Regions from separate parts of the Canis lupus genome. Here region 2 is linked to region 1. A link is a contact called in public Hi-C data. All regions are on one chromosome and are shown on one strand. The core of a region is the stretch at or near the end of the contact, and the rest is flanking DNA. Distances in the headings are between cores, read along the strand shown. Region 1 overlaps MTSS1 (protein MTSS 1). Region 2 holds the start of MTSS1 (protein MTSS 1).

Region 1 (5,075 bases), core at 318-2,817:
TAAGCATTAACTCACCCAATTTGGGAATATGAATCTCTAAAGAGCCTCACTCGTCTGTGTGTGTGTGTGTGTGTGTGTGTGCGCACGCGCGCGTATATATACTCTCTCTCTCTCTCTCTCTCTCTCTCTAGAGAGAGAGAGAGAGAGAGAGTGAAAGCACACACAAGCCAGGGTTGGTGGGGAGTGCAGAGGGGAGGGAGAAGACGACTACCTGCTGAGCAGGGAGCCTGATGCGAGGCTCCATGCCAGGACCCTAGCATCATGACCTGAGCCAAAGACAGCTGCTCCACCGACTGAACCACCCAGGCACCCCGTCGTCTGTGTTTTCTCTCTTGTTTGCCCATCTGTTAAATGAGGATGCAGTGGAACCTATTTCAGTTAGCTGCTTTGAGAACCAAAGATACATCCTGTACAGTAACTCCTCGATCCTGCTATCATTCTTCTGCTCTAGATAATAAGCAAAAACAACAACAAGGGTCTCTGAACTGTACAACTGGAAGATAGAAAAAAAAATTGGTTAACACCTGGTCTTAATGAGACATCTTACCACCTGGTAAGGGATTAACTAGCCAAATCCTTCCAAAAGGAGCATTTGGCAATATAGAGCAAAAGCCATAAAAATGCTTGTGCCTTGACTTAGTGAGTGACTCTACCTGAGGACCCTAACCTAGGGATAAAATGATGCAGAGAAATGCTTGCTGCTTGCTGCAGCATCATTTGTAAGACTGGAACGCTAGAAACAAAGTATAATCAACAGTAGAGAAATGGTTAAATAAATAACTGTATGCTCCTATGAGTTTTTCTATTCTAAGAATGAAAAAATTATTACAATATGAAAATTTAAACATTAAAATCTGCAGGGGTGCCTGGTGGCTCAGTTGGTTAAACATTGGACTCTTGGTTTTGGCTCAGGTCATGATCTCAAAGTTGTGAGATCAAGCTCCATGTCCGGCTCCACACCTAGCAGGTAGACTGCTTCAGTCTCTCTCTTCCTTTCCCTAAGCCCCTCCCCTTCATGTGTGTACACACACACACTCTCTCCCTCTAAATAAAATCTTTAAAACTTTAAAAATTAAAATCTGTAGCCAAAATTTGGAGACCTTATATGTCATATGTATATTTAAAATATTATGCGTTCACACAATTATATACATGTATGTATAAACGTATACATGAAAATATAGAAAAATATTCACAGAAGTACAAGATATTGTGCTAGGTTTTTCCAAATGGTGAAAGTACAGGTGATTTTTATACGCTATAAAAAGATGAGTGCTCCGTGTCTTTGAAATTCTGTAAAAAGTTTATTTTAAAAATCAGGAAAAAAAAGTTTATGAAGTATGTGTGAAGTGTATTAAAAGTGTATTAAAAGTGTCTCACAGCTCATTTCCACGAAAACCAACTGGAAGCACATCATTAGTAGCTAATGCCTGAACACAGAGAAAGAAGGAACAGAACATGATCCCCTTAAGGCCCACAGCTTGAGTTATAGTCAGCCTGGGGTCATTTCCTTTAAGACCCGGGCACATGAGTATTGTTCATTTTCATGTACCATCATTTGTGTGTTGGCAGGTGTGGAGTGGGGGGAGGGAGAACCTCCCAAACCTCAAACCACATTTGAATGCAAAGCAGCTCCGTAGTTATACATCACTTTGGTGGTTTCCCTGGCAACCTTACCTCTGTCTTCCTTTACCTGAGCTACAGATGAAATAGCCTTGGTCCTACAAAGGTCCCTGAGATCACTGCCCACAGATCAGCTAACCATGGCAGGATGCTTACTCGCGAAGAAATCCTAATTAACATATTTATTCACACCAACTTCATTCCACAACCATTTTAAAGAAGTGAATCATGAACACATTCACCATCTGAGTTCCAAACCAATTTTCATGTTACCAAAATTGAATTTCAGCATCATCTAAACATAATTAATCTTTCTCGCTAAGTGAAAGGAAAAAGGAAATCAGGTTTAAGTCTCCAACTTTGCTAAATAGTACCAGATCTAACTGGAAAACCTCCCTCCAGACACATTGAACAAGATTTGACATCTGAACACTACAGACAGAATATTATAAAGAAACCAGTGGATCATTTCAAAAGGGATGGGGTAACTTAAGTCACCTATTTATGATTCAATAACTATCAGGGGGGGTTAAACATTTTATGGAATTTGTGTCTTCTCCCTTCAAGAATGTCTGCCTAGATAAACTGAAAAAAGTCAGGTGTGTCATGCACAGACTCACTCAACCATTAACATCTATCATGGATCTAAGTATAGCACGTCTTATGATTTTTTTTTTTTTTTTTAATGAATTACAGCAAGAAAGCTTTCACTTACTCTGGAGATTCTTTGTTTACAAAAGCTCAATGTGCATAAGAAGACGTACCTAAAACCTGAGAGGGGACACTATACTCTGGGAGGAAAAACATGGCACCATGATAGACCTCAGGGACATCTGACCCAGAGATTAGCAGGTCTCAGGTTAGCAGGTCAAATAGGGCAGAAGCACATGGGGCTCATCCACATTCAGGATGGCTACTGGAACCATGCCTCTGAGAGAAAGCAGCTACACTGTAGTATCACAAGCTGAAAGCACAACAATTTACCAAGTCAAGTTGTTGTTTTATTTTGTTTTACCTATTTTCCCCAAATCTCGTTTTCTCCACTAAGACTCAGTACGATTTTCAATTTTAAGCCCAAACCTTTGACTTATTAAACTCTTTATCATGAGTGCCCAGAAAGTGAAAATGACCATGTACATCTTACTATTTTGAGCACTCTAAGCATTTTTTTTTAAAGATTTTTAGAGATAGAGCATGTACACACATACTCGAGGGCAAGAGTGTGGGGAGAGGGGCAGAGGGAGAGAGAGTCTCAAGCAGACTCCATCCCAGGACCCTGAGATCATGACCTGAGCCGAAATCAAGAGCTGGATGCTTAACTGACTGAGCCAAGTGCCCCGAACCCTCTACGCTTTCAATGAAAACCTGTTGTTCATATTTCTAAACAGAAAAAAAACCTTCACCCCAGCATCCGGGCACCCAGTTTCCTTCTTTGGCCTGAGCCCAAGTGTGCAAAGACCTTCCCCCTTCAGGGCAGTAACACCACCGACTCTCACCCCATTTCAGACCGTGGTACTGTCAGGAGCTACTAATGTAAATGCATTCCAATTGTTCCTGCTATATTTCTCTCCTTCTCTCCACTTACTTATTTAGGAAAAAATGAAGTATTTAAAATATGTGTAATGGACAGTGAAGTTTTTAGGAAACTCTATGTAACTTGTTTTTTGAAAGCAGTCTGGGCCATGTTGAAATCTCAATTTGTCTGGGCTCTTTCAGGGATCCAGGAATCTATTCCTTCTGGGTTTTCTTTCCCTCTTTCCTCTGTGACATGGTCAAGGCCAAGCTTGCAAGCTTATTAGTCCATTAACTCAAAGGCTGGGCTATCTCGGCTTTAGTCCATTACATATTAAACAGCTGATGGTCCTGGAAAATGTGTAACAATGAATATAGCTGACATCTAATCAGCATTTCTGTGTAAATGAACAGAATAAATGATCAGATACAGGAAATCATTCTGCTGTTAAATCCATACTTTCATTATTTAAACAACCTGCAAGAAATTCAATAGCAAGATTCCTCAAACTTAAAATAGCACCAAGGTAATAATAGTATGCAGTATCTGGGTGTGACGGGAACAAGGTTTCTCGACTGCTTTAAAAGAATAAATGCCCCTGAGTTTTAAACTTTCCATATAGAATGCAATCATTAGAAAGCTATCACCCAGCACCCTGAAGGAAAATTTGTATCACCTATTTGCACTACATAAATAGGTTGTACAACTTACTGGATCATAGCTAATAGCTATTTTCCACAGTTAAAAAAAAAAAAAAACAACACTGCATCATTACACAGACCTTCTTTAAATAGAAGGAATTTATCTATATGCTCAAGACTACCTCAAACCATAAATTCATACTATTTCTCTTTTACATATGTATTATGTTATTCATCCAAATTTAAGATCTTTTAACAGAATTTTTTGGCCCTTTATTATATATCAAAGTTTCTGTGTTTAACAATTTTTACCATCAATAAAATAGGTCCTAATATACAAAAAAAAAAAAGGAATATGTATGTGTGTGTGAAGTGCTACCATTCTTCCTATCCCCATTATCATGTTTTAGCCAATTTCAAAAGTACTAAGACAATTTCTCATTTCTTCATATTGTTACAGCTGATATTATCACAGCCACCCACACTGTCATCTCAGACTTAGGATGCAGGAAACAAGAGCCACCTTGACCTCAAACAGCAGCCATTCCTGGCTCCTGACTGGGGGATGTTTCAACACAAGGTTAAGAGACAGGAGGGGAGTCTCCTTCCAAGGGCTGCAATGAAATGGACATCACAAGGCTGTGAGTTTGCCAGGTTGAAAAACACCACTGGTCATCCAACACCTGTGCAGTCCATGTCATATGGGGTACGACACAAGCCTACCCTCAAGGACCTTCTACAATATCCAACTTCCATGAGAAGCCCCTCAAGCAAGCATGGATCCTGATTTAATCTTCCCCGAAATAGTTACTCTTTCTATCTTTTGTGAGCTACCTGCCATCATTCTTCAAAAAGTTTAAGGACAGTAATAAATAGCCATTTCCATTCAGACTGAACCCCGAATCAGGAGCTCGCAAACCACAGCCATCAACCAAATATGGCCCACTGCCTGTTGCTGTAAATAAAGTTTTATTGAAACACAACAGGGCCATCCATTTAGCTATTTTCTACGGCTGCTTTTGCCCTACAAAAGCAGGGTTGAGAAGCTGCAATAGAGATCTCTCGAAGTCTGAAATATTTTATTCTGTGGCCTTTTAGAAAAAAAGTGTGCCCTAAATGGTACAAAGCACTTAACCGTCTAGGAGGTCCATAACGTTATCAGCAGGAAGCAGCCCTTACGTAACAATGCCCTCATGTGCTGCAGAGGACCAAGAGGGCAGGGGCTCTGCGACAGGGGCTCTGCTTCTTGGTAGCCTTCATGACAACCACATGACTCTGGCAGGTCTCTGCTCCTTTGG
Region 2 (5,312 bases), core at 2,614-5,113, 81 kb after region 1:
AGCTTTGGGACCAGTGCACACCAGACAACTTGATTTATGTGGATGGGCGGAAAGGCAGCCAGTAAGCGATTCTGCACACCACCATCATTAGTGACCACCACCACAAGAGGGTGGAAGATGGGGGGGAAAAAAAACACAAGGTTTCCTCTCATCAAGGAATCAATAAGTTATTTAACAGCTGCTGCTGGATCCCAATGGAAGAAGAGTTAGGGTTTCTTCCGCACCCTTCCTGCCCCTCCCCCCGCCCCCCCAAAGGAAAAACCCACACCCATACAGCAGAGGATTTAACCAGATGAAGGGTCACTAGAAAAAAGCAGAAAGATTCCTCTCCAGTGTCAGTGGAGGTTTTCAATATCTTGAGGTTTTTTGGTTTTGGAACATGTACGGTGTTAGGCTTTGAAATTACTTCATTTTTGTTTTGTTTTGTTTTCTTTCTTTCTTGGGTTTTTTTTTTTTTTTTTTTTCCTCCAAAGAGGAAATTGACTCCCTTCCTGTGCTGCTGTACGTTTGGGAGAATCAAATGCTACTAAAAAAAAAAAAAAAAAAAAAAAAAAATTCCTTACCCTTTCCTCACCCCACTCCAACATTATTTCTGGGAAAATAACCTAAAAATTTTCTCAAGATGGCCTTCCAAAATGGGTTTCCAACATTTACACTTGTCCTTCAAAGCAAACAGAAAGGAGACCAAAGACATTAGAAACCCATCATGGCAGTTCAAAGAAGAAAAAAAGGATAAACTGGTCATTAAAAAGCCAGCTGACTTCAGATATTGAACACTGACTTTTATTGGTGGTGACTTCATGAATTATGCATACTACATACTTCTTATTCTATATGCCCAATTTTTTTTAATTCCCTTTTAAAATATCACAGCCATCCAACCCACAAAGAAGTCTTTTAAAAAGAAAACTCCATTAAAATATTCAACAACTGAGTTCTGCATAAATATTCTTGGAAATCAATCTACCCGTCTTTTTCCTTATCTCTGCTCCCCAAAAGCCTGGAATCCTACAGACCTCAAGACAGGTTTTAGTCTTCCCCTCCAGTTTACTTCTCAAATCCTTGCCAAAATAAAACAAACAACCTTAAAATAAATGCCTTCCCACAGGATGTTGAACAAACTCTACTAAATTCAAAGGGAAAGAAGTGTCAGGAACCATAAACTAGAGATCCAGCACTGAGAGGGCATTAAATACATCTTTATTTTTAACTAGAATCTTGCAGAGGGAAAAACATGCCACCTCAGCACTCACAATCCGCCCCCCCCCCCCCAACTCCACCCTCCAGAAAGCTCCAGGGCAGCCACGGGATCGCAGGTGGAAAACTTCTGAAGGGCTTTGGGTTCAAACCCATAAATGCAAAGAACCAAGACTGGATGGATTCTGGATTAAGGAACAAAGAGGGAGAGAAAAACAAAAATCCTAGATTTTTTTTTTTTTTCTGGGACTGCAGTGGGCAGAAGAACTTTTAGGTCACTGGATCCTTGTTACTACTCAGGGACTGGAAACACCCATTTCGCTTCGAAAAAAATAAAAAACACACAAGCAGGTTTACCAACCCATCTCAAAATTCTTCCCCTGATGATCAAAATGCACGTGTGCCTCAAACCAAATGTTTGATTATAAGGCGTAGAGAATTTAAGTTAACAAAAAATACCCCAGAGTCCAAGGCGGGGACACCAATCTTTGTCTCAAAAGAGCACTTCAATAAGTCAATGTGGATTGAGGGCAAAGGAATGAAAGAGGCTGTCTTTGAACAGGGAATAATCCATCTAATTCCAAGTGGCTGGATTAGAGGCATTCCTGGACAAGCAGGGTCTAGCTGAAGATAACGCTCCACGAATGTCAATTTCTCACCTCCCTTCCTCCCCCCCCCCCCCAAAAAAAAGAGCACAGGCTCTGTAGGAGGGACAAGGCCAGCATGGAGGCACCTTGGAAAAGTTCACCCTTGGGGAGATGGCACTTGATTCTAAAAGGGGGAGGGGAGAGCAAGCGTGACAGCTGAGCATTCCTTCGCTAAGTCCATCTCCCAGTCCAAACCCTCTCTAAACCCCACACTTGATCAGACAAAAGCTCCTCCGAACGCCCAGGCAGCGGCTGAAGCGGGGCCGTCCACACCCACCGGCTGTACAGCTTTCCAAACCTGCCTACTCGTTTTGGAAGCCGAGCTTTTAATTAAACACCACCTCCCCGGATCTGTTGAGGCAAACTGGGGCTGGGTTAGAGCCAAAGAGAAGCTCCCTAAATACACATGAAAAAAAAAAATCCCCCCACCGCCCCCAATTCCCACCTCCAGCCAGCTCGGGAGGCTGGATCTATTTCCTTTGGGTGAGTAACACAGGGCCCTGATCTACCTCTATGCAGCAGAAAATCCACATCCTAGATCAGGTTATCCCCAGTCCCACCCTTTGCAGGAAAAAAAAAAAAACCGGGTGTTGTTCCCCGCCCCGCAATACACACACACACACACACACACATACACACACAGGCGCGCGCACGCTTGCGCGCGCGCGCACACACACACACACGCACAGTATCTTCACGATCCGTCCAAGAGAAAACCTGGAGGCTGTGTGTGTTGGGTGGGTGGGGAATACAGTGGTTTAGGGGACCCCAATCTTGCCTTCAGACTGGGCGCCTCAGCCCGGTGGAGGAGGGTCCCCAGCAAGGCTGCTCTGGGAACTTCTGCTCCGCGCCCCCGGGGAGGGTTGAGGGAAGGCATGCACACCCTCAGCAGCTTGGAACTGCCCAATTAATGCCTAATTTGCTCAGATCCCCCCCAACTACCCCCCCCGCCCGCCCGCCAGGTGGACCCGAAAGAAGCCAAGAAGGAGGGGAGAAGAGGGGGAGCCTCCCTCGCAGGCTCCCGGCCGGAGGGCCAGTTCCCGCGGCCACGCAGAGCCCCCACAGCCCTCCCGGCCACCGCGCCAGGCGCCCCCACCCCGGCCTCGGGGGAATCAGGTGTCGGCCCGGGCACCGGCCTCCACGGGTCGCAGACACTCGGTCCAGCGACAGACAATGGGCAACTTGGAGCCGGGGCCCCGCGCCCCGGGGAGGCGAGGTGGTGCCGCCCCCTGGGACAATGAGCGCGGAGAGGGCAGCGGGCACCTGGCGCCCCCGGGGATGCGGGCAGCGGCCCGGCAGAGCCCGGGCGGCGCCGCGGGGGCGCAGGTGACCCGGGGCCCGAGCGCTCCCGCAGGTGGCGGCGGCCGCGGCGCAGGCGGGGGCCCCGGCGAGGTCAGCGCGGCCACCGCAGCCGCGCCCCCGGCGTCCTACCTTCATGTCGCTGATGATGGTCTGGAAGAGGCCTCCGAGCGCGCTGCATTCCTTCTCTATCACAGCCTCCATTTTCCCGGCGCCGGCAGGCAGAGGACACTCCCGGGGCCGCCTGGACTGCGCGGGGCCGGGGCTCGCTCCCCCGCGAGCAATCCCACCTCCGACTCACAGCCGCCTCTGCCGAGAGGCCCGAGCGCCCGAGGCCGGCTCTTCTCCGCCCCCAGATAACAAACGATAATTTAAAAAAGCCAAGCCGCCCCGCAGGGTGATTCGCCTACATGCGGCGCTCGGCTTCTGGCCTCAAAAATGCCCGGAGAAGACTGACAATCAGGCCACCACGGGTGCCCGCGACGGAAACGGCAAAGCCCATCCTGAGGCAGAGAAAACCGCTCGCTGACCCGGGGCCAGCGCCATGGAAAAATGCAAGGTTTTCTGATTTAATGATATGGTCTGAAATTAAAAAAAAAAATCGCCCCGCAGCAGGACGCGTCCGCCCGCGGGGTCCGGAGCTGCTGCTCGCAGCCGCGGCCGCCGCCTCCTTTTCACTCCTGCGCGCCCGGCCCCGGCGCTCGCTCTGGCGCGGCTCCCGGGGACGTTCCGAGGGGCGCGCGCTCGGGGCCGTGCGTCCGCCGCGGGGGCGCGGGGAGGGCGCGGGGAGGGCGCGCGCTCGGGGCCGTGCGTCCGCCGCTCGCGGGCGGGGCGAGGGAGGAGGGAGCGGCGCGTGCCCGGGAGGAGGACCGCGGGCGGCGCGGCGAGGATTCCGCCCCCGCGGGAGCCGCCCCCTCCCCGGAGCGCGCGCCGGGCACCCCCTCCTGCCCCGGCCGCGGGTCGCGGCGCCGAGGGGGCGGGCCGGCACGCGGCTGGGCGGGCGCCCCGCACCCCCCCCCCCCCCCCCCCCCCCCCCCACAATGGCTGCGAGCGCGGGGAACCGAGGGTGCACCGCCGCTCCCCGGGGACCTGCAGGGTGGCAAGCTTAGCGCAGCGCCCGGCGTATTACAGTGAGCGCTCAGGAGGGCGGGAAAGCTGCTGCTGCTGCTGCTGCCGCTGCTGCTGCTCCTGGAGCTGTCGCTGCTGCTCCTGCTGCTGCAGCCTTTTGAGAAGAAGCCCGTCCTGTGATATCAGGACTGCAACGCCAGTCACGATTGCAAACAAAATCGTAATTTGTCATTAATTTGTAATTAACGAATATGTAATTAAGGAGAGTTTGGGGGCGTATCCCATGGCGGGATGCCCAGTTCAATAAAAGTTGCAGGATGCTGGGAAAGTAGATTAATTTGCCATTGCAAAATGAATGGTATTGAGCTTTCGCATACTGTTCTTTGGCTTATGGATATTTTTGACTGCCCGTGACTTGTTGTTTTGTTTTTTTTTTCATGCCCACTGAGGGCATTGGGTGTTGGCATCACTGCAGAGAGCCCTGTTGGGAGGTTTAACGAGGAAAGCGCAAATGTACCCGAGTTGATGTGGAGGCTGGGGGCTCATTTTCATAGCTCCACTATGAAGCCTAACTGCACATAGTCGGATCCCTCATTTAGATTAAGGCCAAATAGGGACGCCTGGGTGGCTCCGCCGGTGAGCGTCTGCCTTTGGCTCAGGGAGTGATCCCGGAATCCCGGGATCAAGTCCCACATCGGGCTCCCTGCGTGGAGCCTGCTTCTCCCTCTGCCTCTCTCTGTGTCTCTCATGAACAAATAAATAAAATCTTGCTATATATATATAACATATATATACATATCATATATATATATATACATATTAAAGCCATATCGGCAAGGAAGAAGGTAATCAAATGAGCGGCTTTTAAAAGACCTTAAAACATAAGCACCTGACTCCCTTGACCCTTGAGCTGACCATGCAAAGCACAAAATAGAACAAAAGGAAAATAAGGGGAAGGAGACAGAAGAAACCATATACAAAATGCTGTAGACTTGTGTCAGACTCACTTGGTAATAGGTCAAGTTCTGGCTTTGAAAAACTGCAAGAATCAAAGAGATGCATGAACGGACAGATCACAGCCGCGGAAGATCATTTTAACCC

Evidence for each region. A called contact is a pair of places that touch in the nucleus more often than the background predicts.
Region 2: a Hi-C map of blood shows a contact between it and region 1, with 2.3 times the contacts expected there. The contact joins the promoter of MTSS1 here to the enhancer-like site in region 1. A contact is called at or near these places in 2 of 9 Hi-C or Micro-C datasets (blood and liver).

What each region holds. Positions count from the first base shown.
Region 1 is chr13:23,127,649-23,132,723 of UU_Cfam_GSD_1.0, forward strand. The region is part of intron 3 of MTSS1 (protein MTSS 1); the gene reads right to left. Among named protein-coding and RNA genes, the nearest start is that of MTSS1, 80 kb to the right of the region's middle. Within about 2 kb of position 1,568, at least 1 of the 20 cell types and tissues checked has an H3K27ac peak or open chromatin away from gene starts, as enhancers often do. A contact at or near this core is called in blood, where this site is marked.
Region 2 is chr13:23,206,163-23,211,474 of UU_Cfam_GSD_1.0, forward strand. MTSS1 (protein MTSS 1) reads right to left here and starts at 3,864. Exons shown (of 15, transcript XM_038555470.1): 1 at 3,276-3,864. The coding sequence starts at 3,347.